6 separate regions of the Mus musculus genome follow, and all the other regions are linked to region 1. Evidence: chromatin contacts called from public ChIA-PET, HiChIP or PLAC-seq and promoter capture Hi-C data. All regions are on one chromosome and are shown on one strand. The core of a region is the stretch at or near the end of the contact, and the rest is flanking DNA. Distances in the headings are between cores, read along the strand shown.

Region 1 (3,129 bases), core at 194-2,693:
AGACACAGAACCTGTTTCAGGGGATGGTTTAGATCAAGAGAGGTCGTCATGGCAACTGCTTGGCTCACCGCTTGCCACAGGCCAAGAACATTACATATAAACCGTGGATTTGAAAACAAACCAAGAGGGGACAGGATGTGGTGGTGTATGCCGGAGACCTCAGCCTCTGCTTCACTTGTGAGCTCCAAGCAGGAGCTGGGTGAGACTCTGCCTTTAAAAACATACAAATGAACAAAAAACATACCACCTCTGACAAAAGCCAAACCAACCGGAAACAAAGAATCAAAGCAGTGAGAGCTTGACCTTCCTGCCAAAAATAGAAGCTGAGTCCGAGGCTTCTTCTAAGTCCTTACTGTTTGTTTTGTTTTGTTTTGTTTTGTTTTGTTTAAGATGGGATGTCTTTGTTTAGCGCTGGCTTTCCTGGAACTAGCTCCATAGAGTAGGCTGGCCCAGAACCCAGAGATCCCTTGCCTCTGCCTCTGGCTCCTGAGTGCTGGGATCAAAGGCGTGTGCCACCGCTGCCACCACTGTCTGCAAAGTCTCTCATTTTTATTCATCCTATCAGGACACAGTCACCATATGTTGCCCAGGCTGCCCTTGAACTCCTGGCTTCAAATAATCCTCCTGCCTCAGTCTCCAGAGTAGTAGGCACGGGATGGCAGGCCTGTCGGCTTGCCCCATGGATTCAGGAAATGTGGGCGTTTGTCTGAATTTGTTGAATGAGAGGCCAGTCTCTCACATACAATTCTCTTAAGATAATATGCTCATCACAGTACAGAGGGAAATTTTGCAGTTTCCAAAGACCTTCATGTCCACCGTTTGACCTAAACACCTTGTCAAGTGGTACTGCCATCTCTATAACACTGAGGCCCAAAAGAGCAAGGTTTGTCCAAGGTCGCAGGGTGAGCTGGGGTAGCAACAGGCTTCAATCCTGTTAATGTGTCAGGGCTCTAGACTCAAAAGCTCAGTAAAGGACAGGGCCCTAGCCTCTACCAATCAGGCCTCTTTACTCAAGACCCGGTCTGGTACTCCATTTTTGTTAGGTATGAACACCACAGAAGGGGCAGGCACATGAGGCACTGTAAGAAAGTATTTATTGGAGGCATACCCTGCCTATAAAAACCCACTGGGCTGTTCACCTTCTCTGCTGGTCCCATACCTGGAAGATGTGACAACCAGGAGTGGTTGTTCTGACAGAGATCTAGACAAATCAGGACAGGGAAAATGTCAGAGATCACGGGATGAGACTTTGATAAGCCAGAGAGCCCAGTTTGGGACGCAGCTCCCCAGGGAGAGCGACATCTGGACTACAGTAGCCCTGTGAGGCATGAGCGGTATGTGCTGAGCTCAAGCTTGCCTCAGAGCTCTTGGGACACTCATCCGACTCTCTTGCAACTATCACAGAGCGAAGCTTGCGCTTTGGGGAAGTGGGTAAACTCTGCAGGAGTCTGCAGCCTCTTATCTGAGCCTAGGTTCTCTGGGCCTTCTATTTTCAGACTGTACTGTGGCCGCAGGAAGTCCCGGGATGCGTCGTGGAGTGACCCCTCCTGCAGTCTGAGCTTGCATAACGCCAGGCGAGAAGCTGCAGACTGGCGGAGGCGGCTGAGCTCCCGGTGCCCAGCGCCGCCCTCCGGGCTTGGGGCGTGGCCGCTACCCCTTTATCTGCGACTCCAGCGCGGGGGACGCAGCAGACAGCTCCTAGCTCTGCTCTGACCACAGGTGAGACTGCTCCTGGAGATCCCGGGGCCGGGCCGGGCTGGGCTGGGCTGGGAGTAGAGAAGTGCTCCCCCGGCACGCGGGTTGGGGGTGTGCTCCTAGCTGCATGCGTGCGGTGCCCAGTGGCGGAAGTGGGCAGGTGGCAGAAGATGGGGCGAGGCCGAAGACAGCAGGACCCTGACAGCCGGACAGTTATGTAGGGGAGCACCTCCCGGTAGGGGTGAGGAGAGGTCACCAAGGGAATTAGCCTCAAGGAGGGGACCGGAAGAAGAAACGTTTGAGGTCACCCCACCCCCGGAGGAGCAGTGGGGGGGTCACTGTAAGGGAGTGGGGAGAGCAGAAGGATTATGGGAGGACCAGAGGTAGCATGCCATGGAGAAGGAGGACCAGGGCTGGAGTAAAGCCTATGAGCTTGTGGCTTGTGGAATGGGGAGAATAATTCAGTGTCGTCTGCAGAAGTTAGGCATGGGAGACAGCCTGTGCAGCAGGATCACACCCTGGGCAGGAACAACCAACCTCACAGGCTATGTGCTGCATTCTAGGAGCGAGGTTATAATGGGACAAGAAGGAGCAGGGGTGGAAGTGTGTGTGTGTGTGTGTGTGTGTGTGTGTGTGTGTGTGTGTGTGTGTGTGTGTGTGGTATGTTTTGCAGATCCTTGTGGGGGAACCCCCAAGGAAAGCTTTAGAGAGGTGGGAGGGCTACCAGGCCAGAATATTGGATCCCTTCCCTAGCGTCAGGAAAGCCAGATTGCCCTAGATAGGAAAAGAGACAAGGCCCCACCACCACCCTCAGCCTTAACCTGGGGGATTTCCTCCTAGCAGCCCCTGAAGCCCCTTAGGCTGCCTCAGGCTATGCACTGAGAGGAGGCTTGGTGGATTCCCCAAGCTGACTGTTCTTGTTGGGTACCCGGGGACACCATGATGAAGATCTTCCCTTTCAGGGTACTCCTTGGAACCGTGGGAGTGTCTGAACTTTGGGGGAAAATGTCCTTAACATTTCCATTCTGATCACGTTACTGAGTACAAATGGAGACCCACAATGCAGTGTGAAACACCAATAGTTTCTTGTTCAGTCCTGGAAGACGCGGAGGTAGCCTTTTCTTTAAATTGGTTGAGCTGAATTGGAGAATTGGTTTGCAAAGGGGGAGGCGACCTGGTTGCTGAGAGACCCGAAAGCCTGCCAGAGCTTGTCCCGTCTACGTTTACCCACACTGGGTGCCCAGAAGTTGCCTGGAGCCTTGCTTCTGGAGTTAGTTTTAGACAAATGTCGGCATTATCGTTCCTCTGGGCCTGGATCACCAGATGCAATGGGGGTGGAAGTTATGCAGAAACATGGGAAAGTAGCTACTGTAGGTGACTGATGGAGCCTCTAAGCAATGCCACTTGGGGTCCTCCATGGCTTGTCTTTCCCTC
Region 2 (3,129 bases), core at 201-2,700, 430 kb before region 1:
CAGTCAGAATTCAAACCCAGGTCTGTCTACACCCTAGCCACCTCCCCAAACCCCCTAAGGCTGCACACCTTGCAAAGAGGTCTCTTTGGCCCTGTGCAGAGCACAGGGTAACTTGTGGTTGCTGTGTGGAACATACTATGGATCTAAAAGCACCCTTAACAAAGCCAAAGCAAGGAGGTCCAGGTAGGGGTTGGTGTGCCAGTTCTGTGCCTAGGGAGGAGGACACGGGTGATCCAAACTGGCCCTGAGAGCTGCCAGGGTACCCCAGCATAGGAAGGCAGTCTGTACAAGGACGAGGGGGTGGAAAGTGAGCTGGTTTTAGAAGCAGATGGGAAACAGGCAGGAGGGTGAGGTGGGGGACATGGGGTTCTGGTTGATTGGGGTCTAGGTGAATACAGCCTGGAGTTGGAATGTAGGAGGTCCCTAGAGAGGAAGGAGGTGACTCTCAGGGACACTGTCCTTCTGGACCCACTCTCTGCTGGAGGGTTCTTTAAGCAGGTTTGACTAATGTGGGGAAAAGGGCAGAGTACAGCCGGGTAGCACGCGGGAATGTGTGAGCTCTGCGTGCACCAAGTACAGGTTCCTATTCAAGGGCAGATGGATTGCAAAGCAGAGAGAGCTTGTTTGTTGGCTGTGAGCTGAATGGGTGTGTTCCGGAGATACGTGCATACATGTGCTGTGGTGCCTGTGTGTTCTGTAGTGGAGCGTGTGGCTTGCACGCCTACAGAGCCCCTGTGTGTTTGTGTCTCTTGGTGTGTGACCATGTGTGTGTGTTGCTGTGTGTTCCTGGCTGCGTTTGTCTAGGCGGGTATCTCTGTATTTCTGTGCTGTGTGATGTGGTGGGTCTTCGACTCTGTGAATGCCTGTCTGATGCGCCATGTGTTTGGCAGCATGTGGGCCTGTGGACTGGTTTGGCCTAGTTTGGGGGTGACTCACAGGTAAGCGGGGAGAATCCCAGGACTTGTTGGGTTAGCTGAGATTTTTTTCCCACGCTCCCCCCACACCCCCCTCAGCCTCTCCCTTCCCATACCCACACACCTTGCTTAGAGGTCACAGGTCACCTTGCTAGCAAATCCACTTGTAGACGTGGAGAAGAGAGGGCTCTTGGAACAGGCCCTTGTGTTTGCAGGGGTGGTAGCTAGGTTACTGGGGTGTGTCTCCAGACAAAGGCAAAAGTGGGGAGCTATAGGCAGGCACATTCCAACACACATGAAAAACATCTTAGCCATCTTGACTGTCTAGGGATGGGACATGTGAACTGTCAGGAGGTGACCTCCCTGTCCCTAGAAGTATTCAAGCAGAAGCTATGACCACATGCTTAAGGAATGAATGGCCATCAGGGGGTGTTGTCCCTGGGTTGGGCTGGGCCTAGAATGGCATGGAGCTGATTGCTGGGACGTCATCAATACAACCCTGTGCGGACTGCCTTCCTTCAGTTTCCCCCAAGCTGTTTCCCTGTGGCCTTGCTGAAGCCCATGGGACCTTCCAAACATCTGACTCCTGGGATATCAGCTTCTTAAGAAAGCTAGCCTTGGGTGAGTCTGGCCAGGACTTGGCACTTGGCCCCAAATAATTAGCACTGAATGAATGAATGAGTGAACAAATCGGTTAGAGCTCAAGCTTTGTCGCTTGCCGCCAATGACGAGCGATCTGGGGGGATGAAGACAGGGGACTCTGTGAGGAGGAGGCTACTTATGTGGTGCTGAGTAAGGGACAAAGTGGGGGATCCCAGGGGAGAGAACACAGCTTCAGTGAGGGTGGCAGGGTCGGGCTGTTGTAAGGAGCTGAGTTTGAGCCTAGGGTGTCCATGTGTGTCTGCTCTCAACTGACCCTGGCTAAGGAAGTCTTGGGGGTCATCCAGGACTCCCCATCCTTATTCACAGGCTGTCAGAGGCCCCACAAACTCTATCCCAGACACTGGTAACAACCAGCAGTGGTCCTGGAGTTGAGTCAGACATCTGTGGGCCTCAGGCCCTTTCATCTATGCCCCCTTATAAAACCTGAGTCACTGCTGGGCCACAGGGCAGGTCAAAGTTCTGTTTCTTCCAGTTTCTTAGGAAGGAGGGAGGTAGGGAGTGGGGAGAGAATTAGGGCAGTGGGCCTATGTCTCACTCTGGGTATAGCTGTTGGGGGCTAGGTGAGCAGGGTCTTTGGGGTCCCTAGGTCTGAAAACAGCCTTGCTATGTCATACTTGGAGATATAAGCAAGGATTGCTCCTTAAGGTCTGAAGTGAACCCCAGGGCTGAGAGGTCCCCCAGTTGGTAGAGGGTTTGCCTAGCACCTCTGAAGCCCTAGGTTACATTCCAGAGCTGGGAAAAGGAAGGGTTGGGCATGCCTATCATCTGACCATTCAGAGGAAGTAGAGGCTAGAGAATCAGAGTTCAAGGTCACGGCTAGGGAGTGGACAAAGGTTGTCTGCAGTCAAACCTGACTACTCAGTCTTCTCAACCCACATGGTGGAAGGGGACAACCCACAAGCTGTCCTCACGTGCATCGTGGGACACACACACACACACACGAGTATCCACATACATGTGCACACACATGCACACATGCAGGAATGTGCACACACATACAGGCACACACACTCACCAAATGTAACTTAAGAAAAAAAAACAAGTTCAAGACCCTCTTTGGGAACAGAGAGTTCAAAGCCGCACTGGTCCACATGAGGCCCTGTCTCAAACAAATGAGCAAACCCTGGGGGGAACCCCAGTCAGCCATGCTAGTATATGCATATAATCCCAGCCCTCTGCTTGGGAAGGTGAGAACGAAGACTTGTTTTGAGTTGGAGCCCACAGTGGGCTACATAAATGCTATCAGGCCAGCCAGAGTTACATAGCAAAATGCTATCTCAGAACATCAAAAAGAGGGGCAGGCGTGGTGGTGCAAGCCTTTAATCTCAGTACTTGGGAGGCAGATTCAGGTAGAGATCTCTTGTGAGTTCGAAGTCAGCCTGGTCTACATAGTGAGCTCCAGGACAGCCAGGACTACAAAATGAGACTCTCCCTGAAAGTATAAAAGCAAACAAGTAAATATTAAAAAAAATTTATAGAGTAGCCATCAAAACACAGACTCGGTTTACCAGATAAATATGTAAACCTATATAAACATTTATATGGGGAGTTT
Region 3 (3,129 bases), core at 344-2,843, 430 kb after region 1:
GGATGGGGGCTTCTGGAGGTTAGAGAACAACTTTTGGAAGTCAGTTCTCTCCTTCCACTCCACTGCAGGTTGTCAGTAGTGCTCCACAAGCATTTTTTTCTTCTTTTTTTAAAGATTTATTTATTTATTATATGTAAGTACATTGTAGCTGTCCTCAGACACTCCAGAAGAGGGCATCAGATTTCATTATGGATGGTTGTGAGCCACCATGTGGTCGCTGGGACTTGAACTTGGGACCTTTGGAAGAACAGTCGGCGCTCTCAACCACTGAGCTATCTCACCAGTCCCACAAGCATTCTTTATTGCTGAGCCATCCTGGTGGCCACAGTAAGGTTTTTATTTCTTCACTTTCGCTGTATATTGGGGAAGGAGGAGGAAGGAGGCACGAACAAAGAGTCCTTATTTCTGTCATCTCCCTCTAAAATCCAGAGCTTCTGTAAAACCCTGCCTAATTTCTAAGAACACCATCTCCCAATATTGAAATAGCTATTTCGTTCAGTGCTGTTCACTTACCCACAGTTTTCAAGGTCAGATATGCCTCATGACATTGAGTGTTTGGAATTTGCCCTGGAAATAAGATTAAATGTCCTGTCCTAATCACACTTGTCTTAGAACAGACCTATCGGGCTCAGGAAATGGCTTACTATTAAGAGCACTTGCTGCATTGCCTAGCACAAAGTCTGGGTTCCCAACACCCCCATACTTGGTGGCCCACAATGGCTCTGTCTTCGGTGGCATCCTGTACACACAAATTACTCTCTCTCTCTCTCTCTCACACACACACACACACACACACACACACACACACACACAATCAAGGATCACTGTTGCTCCTCAAAGGTCAACTGTGGTCGTTGGAATTCCTGTCTCGACCTCAAATTACCTTAATTAGCTCAAACAAGGCCGTTAAAGCAGCCTTTCTAAATTAAAACTATATCTTCGGGGTCCAGGGATACCCCTCCCAATCTCCACCATAGGAGGAGCCAAGAAGGGAAGCTGGGCAGCGGCTGGGGGAGGGAGGGGACGACACATGACCCGGGGACGACCGAGGCACGGGAACCGACTTGTCCTCTGTGTCCTTGATCCAGCTTTTGAGCCGGCTAAATTCTTTGCTACCCTCTCCTTTTCCCGAATTTCAAAATCGAAAGCAGGAAAGGAAGCCAAACTAAACCAAACCAAACCAAACAAAGAAAAACAAAGTTGGGCGTGGTGGCGCAGACCCCCTAGCTGAGAAGCAGAGACATGGGGATTGCCGCGAGTTCGAGGCGTGACAGGGGTACACAGCTAGCTCCTGTCTCAAAAAAAAACTCAAGATCCAAAAGCAGCCAAGGACCCCACAAACAAACAAACAAAAAACCCTGAAGTAAACAAATCCTCAAAATACCCGGATGTAGAAGGCGGGCGGGAGTGGGGGATGGGGAGGAGGCGCGGCCGTTGGTGGAGTGACAACTGACGCGCATGCGTGTCTCCAAGGCGCAGCCAACATCGCTTGGCGATTGGACGAGAGTGGGACCCGCCCTTTCGCACGGATGTCTGTGCGCATGCTCGGCGCCAGCTTCCAGTATTTTCGATGCTGACGTCGCCACTAAGCTCAGTCCCAGTCTGGACTTTGGCAGTGGAGGTTCCTGTGCTCTCCGGTCGCTGGAATCGGGAACCTCGCCCGCTTCGGTTCCTGGTCGCAGAGAAAGGTGCCCGCTTGGCCTCTCTCGCCCTCGCGAGCTCTTCATCCGTTTAAGGTGAGTGGGGCCGCTTGGTCAGGGACCGGTTCGCCCTGGGGTGTCGCGCACGCGCACTGGGCACTGCGCGCCCCACCTGGATGATAGACTCTTGACTTTCTCTGTAGTTCCTAGACGCCGTTGCGTTTGCGGACCGATCTCCGTTTTCAGAAGGGAGCCATGTCCTCGGCCGCCATGTCTAAATACGTGAACGACATGTGGCCCGGCTCTCCGCAGGAGAAAGCCTCGCCGTCCACCTCGGGCTCGGGCCGCTCCAGCCGCCTGTCGTCGCGCTCCCGCAGCCGCTCTTCGTCCCGCAGCTCCCGACGCGACTCCCGCAGCTCTAGCCGCTCGTCCTCGCGCAGCCACAGCCGGCCGCGGAGGAGCAGACGGTCCCGATCCCGGTCCCGCAGGCGCCACCAGCGCAAGTACAGGCGCTACTCACGCTCGTACTCACGCAGCCGGTCGCGCTCCCGCAGCCACCGCTATCACCGCGACAGCCGTTACGAGCGGCCGCGGAGGTACTACAAGTCGCCGTCGCCCTACCGCTCCCGGAGCAGGTCGCGCTCCCGCGGGAGGTCGCAGCACCGGTGGTCGTACTACGCGATCACTAGAGGGCGGCGCTACTACGGCTTCGGCCGGACGGTGTACCCCGAGGATCGCCCCAGGTGGAGGGAAAGATCCAGAACCAGGTCGCGCAGCAGGAGTAGAACCCCATTTCGCCTGAGTGAGAAAGGTGCGTTTTATCAGGTTGAGGTTTGTGCCCTTGGTGGGGGTGGTGTTGGGGATTGAGTTCTGGACGCTTATCACCGAGCCACCTCCCCAGCTCCTCCCCGCGTTTAACTTCCTCAGCGCGCTGTGAGTCAGCCAGGGAGTCATGTGGTTGAGCAGTTTAGCTGGGATTTCGTAAGATTAGGCCCAGGACATCTTAACATCTAGGCCTGCGTTTGTTTTGGTGCTGGAAGTCTTTTGAGATTTCTTGAAGTGAGAGAGAGTTTTTTGTTTAGTTAGTAGTTAGGTAGAATATAGTTTCTCACGTATTTCCTTTCACCTTGTGAGTAAAGTCCATGCCGGATGTGACCGGTGCAGTAACCTGAACTAAAGTCCATTTATGGCTGTGGTGGTCAAGAGAGAGGAGGCTCACTCTTTCCTACTAGCTGGGTGAAGTCAAAACACATTTTTTTTTTTCATGATTTACTCAAAAATGGGTTTTGACTGGCCTTTCTGTTAAGTAACATGGCAATTTGATGTTACAAAGTAGGTAAGTTTGAGCTTGTGTGCAGACTCTGTATCAAGATTAGTAGTCTAGATAACTGTGCTATAAAGTTTATCAAACACTTCAGTTTACAGAAATAAACATTTAAAGAAAAGGCAAAATAGGGCTGTTTGTCAGAACAAAACTAACTTGTTGAGG
Region 4 (3,129 bases), core at 467-2,966, 380 kb after region 1:
CCTTCGGAAGAGCAGTCGGGTGCTCTTACCCACTGAGCCATCTCACCAGCCCCCGGAAAATTTTTTAAAAAAAATTATATATATAATTAGATTACATTAAAATAATGATAACGGACATCTCACCCCTGAGAGCAGAGAACACAGCTGTTACTTGATCCTGGAGGCTGGGTTCCTCAGCAGTTGGCACAGGATGCCGACCACGTGGTACTTGCTCAGACCTGGGGGCTTACTGGTCCTTCGTGCATGGTGGATGCTGCTTCTAAATATCAGCAAATGACTTAGCAGAAGCAGTGTGGATCAACTGGGCAGCGAGAGGGAAGGCCTGGTGGGCGGGGCCTGGAAGAAAATGCCCCATGGACATACACACAGGCCTATCTGATGGAGACAGTTCCTCAGTTGAGGGTCTCCTCTCACAAGAGATCCTCCTGCCTCAGCCTTCTGAGTGTGGAGATTACAAGTATGCTGTTACTTTTATGTGGTAGTGGGGGGTCAGAAGACTCCCTAGAAAGTCCAGGCGGTGATCAACTTCCTTGTTGTGTCTGATGTGTGTTCAAGAATTCTGCTCTTACCGGAACTCCCCAGGTGTTGTCTCTATCCTAGACAGGAAGTCATCCAAGGTCCCGATATTGCTCAGTCAGCCTTTTAAAATCCCCCCCCCCCCCTTATTTTTTCAAGACAGAGTTTCATTTGTTGTGTAGCCCTGGCTGTTCTGGAACTCACTCTGTAGAGCAGGCTGGCTTCGAACTCACAGACATCCTCCTACCTCTGCCTCTGGAGTGCTGGGATTAAAACACATGCCACCACTGCCCGGCTGAATCAGGCTTTTTAACCACCCCATGTCAGGGTCTTCCCACACTGCCCACTGCCCAGTGATTTCTGTACTGAGCTTGTCAGAGCAGTAAGCACTCACTCATCAAGAATAGCCTGTCTGGTCGCAGTGACCACCGAGATTCCCCACATACTGAGTCACTCCTGGTCCACACAGGACCTCTTCCCCATGTCCTTCTCTTACCTTCCCCTCACACCTTTGAGCCTCATGAACAACAGTGATTGCTAGGAAGGCTGTGTGCAGATGAGTGGACTCTGGCTTTAGATCTGGCTTCAGATCTGGGACCTGAATCTCATGTTTGTTATCAGTAGGTACTAGCCATCCTTCCGACTCCCTAGCCTCTTGTACACTACAGAGAACGTAGTGCCGACCTAGCAATCCCTGCTGATGGAGGGCTGACCTTTAACCTTGGACATCTCCGCAGCCTCTAAACAGCATCCGGATGCCAGCTTCATTAAATTCCTAGGCTTCAGAGAAAAGCTCAGTGCCACCTCCCCCTGGAGGCCCTCCCTGATAAGCCCAGTTGGCACAGCTGTCTCAGGAAGCCCCGTGTCTCCCAAGCCAACCAAAATCACTTTGAAAACAAAACAAAACAAAATAACAACAACAATGTTTTTCTCTACCCGAATCCCAACACCAAACCTGCACACTTGTCCAGGAGAGGAAGGATTTGACAGTCTTCATAATGCCTGCCCCAATTTACGAGTTTCCTCTTCAAGTGCTTGCCATTGCTAATCATTTTTGTATTATATATGCATATACAATGTCTTCCTTCTAACCCCTGGCCCAGCTCCGGGGAAACCAATAGGTCATTCTTATTTTACTGGCGGATGCTCCGTAAGATTAATGAGCCGCTTGGGTGGTGGGCCAGCAGGTACACGGGCGCCCTCTACTGAGCATCTGAGTGGCCACGGCAGAAAGGAAGTGTGAGGTGGCAGTGAAATTCAGGCAGCTGTGTCCCTGAGGAAGAAAAAGCCACTTTGAGTCGCAGTGACTTGTAGGAGAGGCTCTGAGACTCCCAGCATCACTGTATCGTGTCTTTGTGCAAAGAAAACTCAGACCACAGGTGCCGCCCTGATGGAGCACAGGACAGCCCCACTCTGCCTCTGTAGCGTTCCTGTGGGCGGGGCCTGAAGAGAGAGAACTCTTCTTCGTCCTCTCATCCTCTCTCTCCCTCTCTCTCCCTCCCCTTCCTACTTGCCTCCTAATCCCGCTTTTCAGCATCCAGATAGCTACCATGAGCACCTTACCTGTGCTGATCTCAGCGGGCGCTGTCCTGGGGAAGGTCAACCTGGTGCAGCTGACCGTGATGGTGCTGATGGAGGCAATGGCCTTTGGTGCCATCAGATTTGCCGACGAGAAGGTCTTCAAAGTGAGTTCCCTGGGCTGTGAGGGGGGACCTTGTGAGGGGGATCTTGGAGAAGGTGGGGAGGTAGGACGCTACCCCAACTGGAACTGCAAGTGGTTAGGCTCCACTGAGGGTTAAACACAGCAAGCGAGGGCCTGGAGCTTCACAAGGTGTTTGTTTGTTTGTTTGTTTGTTTGTTTTATGTATCAGAGTGCTCTATCTGCATTACACCTGCCCGCCAGAAGAGGGCGTCCGATCCTGTGATAGATGGTTGTGAACCACCATGTGGTCCTGACTTTGGGAGAGCACCCAGTGCTCTTAACCACTGAGCCATTTCTCCAGCCTCTTCCTAAGGTTATTAAGGGATGCGTTAAGATGAATTCCCAGAATGCAGTAGTCAGGGTTCTCTAAAGAAAGAACTGATAGAATATGTATAATATTTCAGAGTGACTAACAGGCTAGCCCAGCTAGCCCAACAATCACTAACTCCCAATGGAAATCCCAAGAATCCCGTAGTTGTTCAGTCCGCGAGGCAGGGTGTCTCAGCTGGCCGTCAGTAGACACTGGAATCCTAAAGGAACCGGTCCTAGCACCCGTGAAGGACTAAACTTGCCAGTGAGAGTGAGGGCCAGCAGGCAAAGAGCAAGCGCTTTTTCCTTCCATGTCTAAGATCTCTTGGGTTTCAGTTCATTCTAGATATAGTCGACAACCAAGCATAGCCACCACACGCAGCTGGCACACCACTCACACCTCGATGGCAGTGGTCCAGCGAGTTACAAGTTGAGTGTCTCATTTTATGCTGACGGAGTCGTTGTTGTTGTTTTATTGAGACAGGATCTCACTCTGTAGCCCTGGCCAGCCTGGAACTTGCTATGTAGACCAGGCTGGCCTCAAACTCACAGAGATATACTTATCCCTGCCTCAAGAGTGCTGGGGTTATGGGGGCTGGAGA
Region 5 (3,129 bases), core at 197-2,696, 320 kb after region 1:
GCCAGCCTGGTCTACAGAGTGAGTTCCAGGACAGCCAGGGCTATACAGAGAAACCCTGTCTCGAAAAACAAACAAGCAAACAAACAAAAACAAGAAATGCACTCAGCATTAAAAAAAAAAAAATCTAACAAAAGAATTCAAAGTGTAAACAACTCACACTCCTCTCATTTAGGCTGAATCAAATCATACTCGGCTTGCATCTGATGTACTTCTTCCCTACGAGCCTTTTCCCCACTTTCCATGCATGTAATACATTTATCATGAAGGGGGTTAACACACATACAGCCTGAATATCAGCTGCACCTTCACCTACTCAGACACTTTCCTTAAACTACTGCACGGTGCTCTACTGTATGGTGCTAACAACTGCTCAGTGGATGAAGGTGCATTCTATAACCCACACCATGAAAGGAGAGAACCAACTTCCAGAAGTTGCCCTCTACCTCACACGCCATACCTTATATATATGTGATATATATGTGCGCGCGCGTGCGCGCACACACACACACACACACACACACACACACACACACACACACACACGGGGAGTATATAAGGACATTTACTGTATAATTTACTTACACAGGCTCTCTTCCCCTTCTTTTTAGCTAGGGTCTTATTATGTAATCCTGGCTGCACTTGAACTCACAGAGACCTGCCTGCCTCTGTCTCCCAAGTACTGGGATTGATGATGTATATCATTATGCCTGGCCACTCCATTTTCTAATTTTATAAGACGTGGCTCAATTGTTGTATCTGCTTAATAGAATGATGGATGCTGGAAATTTTAGGAGAAATATGTGAATTAGCAAGCTGAACTGAACTGAGACAGTCAGGTGCTAGGGACATTTAGTAAGCAGATATGACTACCTGTCTTAATGGTACACTTAACCCCCTTGGAGCTGAAGGTCAATACTTCTCTAGGTAAAATACACATGTATAATGTATTAATGAGAAGAAAGAAGTTCTGATTAAATAGTGTTAAGAGGTTAACGCAACATCTTCAAATGTATGCACAACACTCAATTTAACTGCCAATAGCTACCTAAACTAGAAGCAAGTCATAGAGAGAAACAAGATACAAATATAGGTAATAGTTACAACCTTCAAAATTCCAGTCGGATCAAAGGGTAGAGGACAGTACTTCCCTACCATCATGGACTCCCATCTCTCAGAGCTAAGCCTGCTCTGCCCTACCAGGGCTTCTGAGGGATTAAGGAACTCTTCCTACAAGTGCTACAACCTCATCAATTTTAGCGAGGAAGCAAATGTACTTCCTGCTTGCCCAGCCCCTGTGGGCTGGCTGGTGGGACCAGCACTGGCATAAATTCTGTGTACTTCTGTCTAGTTGTAACCAGTTACAGGTCACAATGACCTGATAGCCAGCCCAAAGCTCTGAAGCACTCACCTAGCTCTTCAGAGACGGGACCCGCCTACAGAAGCTCTCTCAACGGTCCTCAGGTCAGGCTGCAGGGCACCTAGGAAGTGGATTTGAAAGCTAAGGGCCCTCTTACCTACTCTAGTCCTATCTCTTCCCCTAATCTCAGTTATTCCCTAATCCTAACCCCAAGCCAAACTCTATGTAGTTGATAGCTGTTTAAATTCAAGAGGAAAAGATTTACATTTTAATAAGGGGAATCTCCAAACTGACTGAAGGAACTGAATGCAGATGACAGCCTTAGGCAGGCGAGATAAGAAAAACACCCCCAAGTTCTCAAGTGCCAGCCTGCACTTGGACAGATATTTTAAATATCTGAAGTTAGGGAGACCCAGAATCTAAATGTTTGTATTTCTCTGGTGATTGCCTGGAATCAGACCAAGGCAAAGATTTCTCAGAAGTTTAAAGGTTTAATGGTGCTGTGAAGTACCTTTTTTTTTTTTTTAAATAAAGCCTGCCTGTGAGCAGAGGGGATGCTTAAGGCACAGGGTAGTGAGTTTTGACAAGAGAAAGATCTGTGAGGAACAAGCTGATCTTTCTTTTTCTTTCTTTCTTTCTTTTATTTATTTATTTATTTTGGTTTTTCCAGACAGGGTTTCTCTGTGTAGCTCTGGCTGTCCTGTAACTCACTTTGTAGACCAGGCTGGCCTCGAACTCAGAAATCCACCTGCCTCTGCTGGGATTAAAGGCATGCGCCACCACGCCCAGCTCAAACTGATCTTAATAAGAATTCACCAAGAGAAAACTTGGCTCTGCAGCCACTCTAGGAGTCGTGCACCACCATGTCTCTTTGGGCTGCTGGCTGGACTCCTGGACCAGGGGGGTCAGGACCCTTGGCTCTGCAACTTTCCTCTATGTTTCTAGACCATACCCTGCTTCTAGTGGCAAAGGGGAATCTGAAAACCATGTCTAAGTTATACAGACATGCAACTGAGGCAAGTTTCCTAATGAACCCTGCTACCGATCTGTTTCCTGACACCTGCCTGTAACTGTGCAATGGGAACAGAAAATCCTACCCATTCTTCAAGGCACACTCTAGCACTGTGTGTCATAGTGCTTTCTGGAGAAGCCCTTGTGCTCTGGACGGTTAATGTGCTCATGCTTTGTGTTGGGCCCCAGCCATTCTGATGCTGAATCTGCTGTGTGAATGTGTCTCAGGGACGGGTAAAACAACTGGAAATAGAGACTATGTTCCTAAAGTTTCACGGAATTCTTACACATCGTGTCACTGATTCTCACACTGTGTCCTTCAGTGTCCTTACTCAGTAATCAGAATAGAACAGATCAGGCCAATGTCATAACTCTAGACGCAACAAACACACCCATAACTAGTGGCCTTCGATTCAGCTTTAAGAGATAGGATAAATGAATGTGTGTGCTTATGAAGGGAGGCACATATGAAAAAAGCCAATGAAGAGCCTCATCAAGAATCTAACTCCATGAGTAGTCCCTGTGTACTTTAACTCAAGATAGGACTTGTTTTAGATAAATGAAAGACCCAACCCCAGAAGAAATACTGATAATCCCCCATACCAATTTCCACTCCCCTGCCAGATCACCCACACTGACAGCACAGGCAGCATGGGTCCGTCAGGGCAGTATATGCCACGTACCTGACAGATAGCTACATGCTCCTATGTGAGATCTACCTACACTGACTGGAAGCTGTTCCAATACAGTCTATCAAGCAC
Region 6 (3,129 bases), core at 197-2,696, 300 kb after region 1:
GCCTCTGCCTCCCAAGTGTTGGGATTAAAGGCATGTGCCACCATGCCTGGTAAAAGTGAGTTTTTTTTTTTTAAAGGATTTATTTATCCTGTGTATATGAGTACACTGTAGCTGTCTTCAGACACACCAGAAGAGGGCATCAAATCCCATTACAGATGGTTGTGAGCCACCATGTGGTTGCTGGGAATTGAACTCAGGACCTCTGGAAGAGCAGCCAATGCTCTTAACCACTGAGCCATCTCACCAACCCCAATAAAAGTTTTTTTAAGAGTGAAAAATATGGGTTGGAGAGATGGCTCAGCATTTGAGAGCACTGTCTGCTCTTCCAGGGCTCCTGAGTTCAATTATCAGCAACCACATGGTGGCTCACAACCATCTATAATGGGATCTGATGCCCTCTTCTGGCATGCAGGTGTACATGCAGATAGAGCACTCATACATAATTTTTTTTTTAAAAAGTGAAAAATATTTACCTCATTATGTGTGTGTGTGTGTGTGTGTGTGCTGTGTGTGTGTGTGTGTGTGTGCTGTGCTGTGTATGTGTGTGTGTGTGCTGTACTGTGCTGTGTAGGTGTGTGTGTGTGCTGTGCTGTGCTGTGTAGGTGTGTGTGTGTGTGTGCTGTTCTCTGTGTGTGTGTGCTGTGTGTGTGTGTGCTGTGTGTGTATGTGTGTGCTATGTGTGTGTGTGTGCTGTGCTGTGTATGTGTGTGTGTGCTGTGCTCTGTGTGTGTGTGTGTTCTGTGTGTGTATGTGTGTGCTGTGTGTGTGTGTGTGCTGTGCTGTGCTGTGCTCTGTGTGTGTGTGTGCTGTGTGTGTGTGTATGTGTGTGTGTGTGTGCTGTGCTGTGTGTGTGTGCTGTGTATGTGTGTGTGTGTGTGTGTGTGTGCTGTGTGTGTGTGTGTGTGTGCTGTGTGTGTGTATGTGTGTGTGTGTGTGCTGTGCTGTGTGTGTGCTGTGCTGTGTATGTGTGTGTGTGTATGTGTGTGCTATGTGTCTGTGTGTGCTGTGCTGTGCTGTGCTCTGTGTGTGTGTGTGTGCTGTGTGTGTATGTGTGTGCTATGTGTGTGTGTGTGCTGTGTCTGTGTGCTGTGCTGTGTATGTGACAGTGCCCATGGAAGCCAGAAGAGAGCAACAGAGCCCCTGCAGTGGAGTCACAGAGGCTGAGAATGAGCCTTGGGTCCCCTGGAAGGGCAACCAGTGCTCTAACCACTGGGCCATCTCTCCAGCCCACAACTTGAGGTAACATCTGTCTTCCTCTTCCTGAGCATGGTCAATACCTGGTAACTCATCTTTGCTGACAACCTGGCAGGCAGCATCTGCCCCTCACTTCGTTACAGGAGCTGGGGAGGTAGCTCCTGCCACTTTCTTCCCCATCCCTCCCACCGGACACGGCCTCTGCACAGCGGGCTTTATGCCTGTGGGGAACCATTAGCACATATTAGCACATATGTAAGCACATATGTAAGCACATATGTAAGCACATATTAGCACATATGTAAGAGTGGTCTGCTCTTGTTGCAGCTAAGGATTGAAGCAGCGCTCACACATGCTAGGCAAATGCTCTGCCACTGGGCTTAGATCCCCAGCTCCCTTCCCTTTTTAATCTGAGTCACCTGCCCCCTCTAAGTTGCCTGGGCTGCCTGAGAACTCACTTCTGTAGCCCACTGGGGCCTTGAGATGGCATCTCCCGCCCCCCCACCCCCAGCCTCTGAGTAGCTGGGATCATGAACCCCCACCCCACCCCCAGCCTGCCTGGGAGAGGTCCTCTTTTTTTTTTGTAAAAGCTCCTAGTCTCTGTATGCTTTAGACTGTCCCCTCCAGGAAACTGAAGTGTTTGGGTGTCCCCCCTCCCCCCAACTGTCTGACACGTGGTAAGTTCAGGAGGAAAACATCTCAGATGTGGTAACTGGTTAGAGCAGTCTCCCTCTATGCTGTCCTGAGAAAAGGGCGTGGCTCCAGAGTTAATCACTTGCTGAACGCGCCTCCCAGTGCCATCACTTGGGGGCTGGGATGTCAACATAGGAACTAGGCAGAGACATGCATATTTGGACCTTGGCAAGGTCCTGAATCTCCTTCCTAGGTTCCTGATCTCTAGCCTGGAGTTCGGCCACAGGGGACCTGAGCAGGCACTTTCTCTGTGTAAGTCCTTTTGGCTGTAGTAACAAGCAGCCCTAGATTTTCCTGACTGACACAGGAAGACAGTCCTGTGTCACCACCAGACCTGAGGGCTGGCTTTGACTTCCCCCAGCTGTCCCTCTTCTTAACCAGGACAACTGTTCTTGTAGAAAGCAGGAGGCTGAGTTCCAGATATATTTGACACTTCTGCTCTTGGCCACAACTTAGTACAGGCCACAGCAAGGAGGGACGGAGTTATTATCCCTGCCTGATGGTGAGGGAGCCCGTGGTCCCTGTGGGGAGCCATGCCCATCCACCTGGGCCTCAGAGGCAGCTCTGACTCTCACCAGCCCAGAACACACAGACTCATGGCAGGGGCAGCTCCTGCCAGCCAACTGCCCTGCTGGCTGGCTGCTTTCTCTCTCTGGCTGGCTTCCTCACCTTTCCTGACAGCACAGTGCTTGCTCTGCCTCTGTCCCCTTTGAGCTTCTCCTGGCCACAGATCCTATGGTTTATTATCGGAAAACCTGAGATAAAGCCAGTTATGGTGGTGCATGCCTGTGGTCCCAGCTATGTCAGAAGCTTGAGGCCAGAGGACCACTTGAACCCAGGAATTTGAGGCCAGCTTGGGCAAGACAGCAAAGGAGAGCAAGCCTCAGTCGATGAAGCCTACAAATCACCAATGCAGGTGATGTTCACGGACCTTCTTGGGCTAGGTGACATTGGTAAACATCACTGTAAGAGATGTGACTGAGAGAAATGGAGGCTGGGGCCTAGAGAGAAGCTCAGTGACTGGGGGAAGTGAGAGACCGAGTCTAGCTCCAACTTCTCCAGCTCCAGCCACCAGAATTTATTTCCTCTGAGGCCCCAAGTCACCGGGACAGAAGGTCGCTCTCAAGCCCTGTCCTCTAGTCCGTTTTCCAACCCTGCTGCCAAAAACCACACAGCTCAATTCAGCCCAGATGTCAGGTTGGTAGAAAAGGGCATGATACCAGGCCCTAGGTAATCCACCAA

What was found. Promoter capture Hi-C pulls out the DNA fragments that hold promoters and counts their contacts. ChIA-PET counts read pairs in DNA pulled down with a chosen protein or histone mark. HiChIP or PLAC-seq counts read pairs in DNA pulled down with a chosen protein or histone mark.
Region 2: a contact with region 1 is called in a promoter capture Hi-C map of pre-B cells, with 3 times the contacts expected there. The contact joins the promoter of Crybg2 here to the promoter of Paqr7 in region 1. A contact is called at or near these places in 2 of 39 promoter capture datasets (the 3T3-L1 cell line and pre-B cells) and 2 of 115 datasets of contacts at active chromatin or transcription factors (large pre-B cells and pancreatic cancer cells).
Region 3: an RNA polymerase II ChIA-PET map of memory CD8 T cells shows a contact between it and region 1, with 446 read pairs. The contact joins the promoter of Rsrp1 here to the promoter of Paqr7 in region 1. A contact is called at or near these places in 3 of 39 promoter capture datasets (hippocampal neurons and liver), 3 of 484 Hi-C or Micro-C datasets (CD4 T cells, CD8 T cells and neutrophils), 7 of 115 datasets of contacts at active chromatin or transcription factors (bone marrow-derived macrophages, embryonic forebrain, large pre-B cells and 4 more) and 3 of 9 other capture datasets (adipose tissue, macrophages and pancreatic islet).
Region 4: a contact with region 1 is called in an H3K27ac HiChIP or PLAC-seq map of regulatory T cells, with 5 times the contacts expected there. The contact joins the enhancer-like site here to the promoter of Paqr7 in region 1. A contact is called at or near these places in 3 of 115 datasets of contacts at active chromatin or transcription factors (bone marrow-derived macrophages, large pre-B cells and regulatory T cells) and 1 of 9 other capture datasets (pancreatic islet).
Region 5: a contact with region 1 is called in an H3K27ac HiChIP or PLAC-seq map of embryonic stem cells, with 9 read pairs. The contact joins the enhancer-like site here to the promoter of Paqr7 in region 1. A contact is called at or near these places in 1 of 484 Hi-C or Micro-C datasets (nephron progenitors), 5 of 115 datasets of contacts at active chromatin or transcription factors (bone marrow-derived macrophages, embryonic stem cells, large pre-B cells and 1 more) and 2 of 9 other capture datasets (adipose tissue and liver).
Region 6: an RNA polymerase II ChIA-PET map of memory CD8 T cells shows a contact between it and region 1, with 223 read pairs. The contact joins the enhancer-like site here to the promoter of Paqr7 in region 1. A contact is called at or near these places in 1 of 39 promoter capture datasets (pre-B cells), 1 of 484 Hi-C or Micro-C datasets (nephron progenitors), 4 of 115 datasets of contacts at active chromatin or transcription factors (acute myeloid leukemia, bone marrow-derived macrophages and memory CD8 T cells) and 3 of 9 other capture datasets (adipose tissue, liver and pancreatic islet).

Annotation. Positions count from the first base shown.
Region 1 is chr4:134,495,318-134,498,446 of GRCm38.p6, forward strand. Paqr7 (progestin and adipoQ receptor family member VII) reads left to right here and starts at 1,444. Exons shown (of 2, transcript NM_027995.3): 1 at 1,444-1,719.
Region 2 is chr4:134,067,002-134,070,130 of GRCm38.p6, forward strand. Crybg2 (crystallin beta-gamma domain containing 2) reads left to right here and starts at 1,451. Exons shown (of 20, transcript NM_001162970.1): 1 at 1,451-1,535.
Region 3 is chr4:134,922,032-134,925,160 of GRCm38.p6, forward strand. Rsrp1 (arginine/serine rich protein 1) reads left to right here and starts at 1,594. Exons shown (of 5, transcript NM_023665.3): 1 at 1,594-1,736; 2 at 1,844-2,451. The coding sequence starts at 1,896.
Region 4 is chr4:134,877,840-134,880,968 of GRCm38.p6, forward strand. It overlaps Rhd (Rh blood group, D antigen), which reads left to right. Exons shown (of 10, transcript NM_011270.3): 3 at 2,051-2,201. Among named protein-coding and RNA genes, the nearest start is that of Rhd, 15 kb to the left of the region's middle. Within about 2 kb of position 1,717, at least 43 of the 459 cell types and tissues checked have an H3K27ac peak or open chromatin away from gene starts, as enhancers often do. A contact at or near this core is called in bone marrow-derived macrophages, pancreatic islet and regulatory T cells, where this site is marked.
Region 5 is chr4:134,816,540-134,819,668 of GRCm38.p6, forward strand. All of the region lies in intron 6 of Maco1 (macoilin 1), which reads right to left. Among named protein-coding and RNA genes, the nearest start is that of Maco1, 35 kb to the right of the region's middle. Within about 2 kb of position 1,447, at least 6 of the 459 cell types and tissues checked have an H3K27ac peak or open chromatin away from gene starts, as enhancers often do. A contact at or near this core is called in embryonic stem cells, where this site is marked.
Region 6 is chr4:134,794,800-134,797,928 of GRCm38.p6, forward strand. No RefSeq gene overlaps it. Among named protein-coding and RNA genes, the nearest start is that of Ldlrap1, 28 kb to the left of the region's middle. Within about 2 kb of position 1,447, at least 45 of the 459 cell types and tissues checked have an H3K27ac peak or open chromatin away from gene starts, as enhancers often do. A contact at or near this core is called in adipose tissue, liver and memory CD8 T cells, where this site is marked.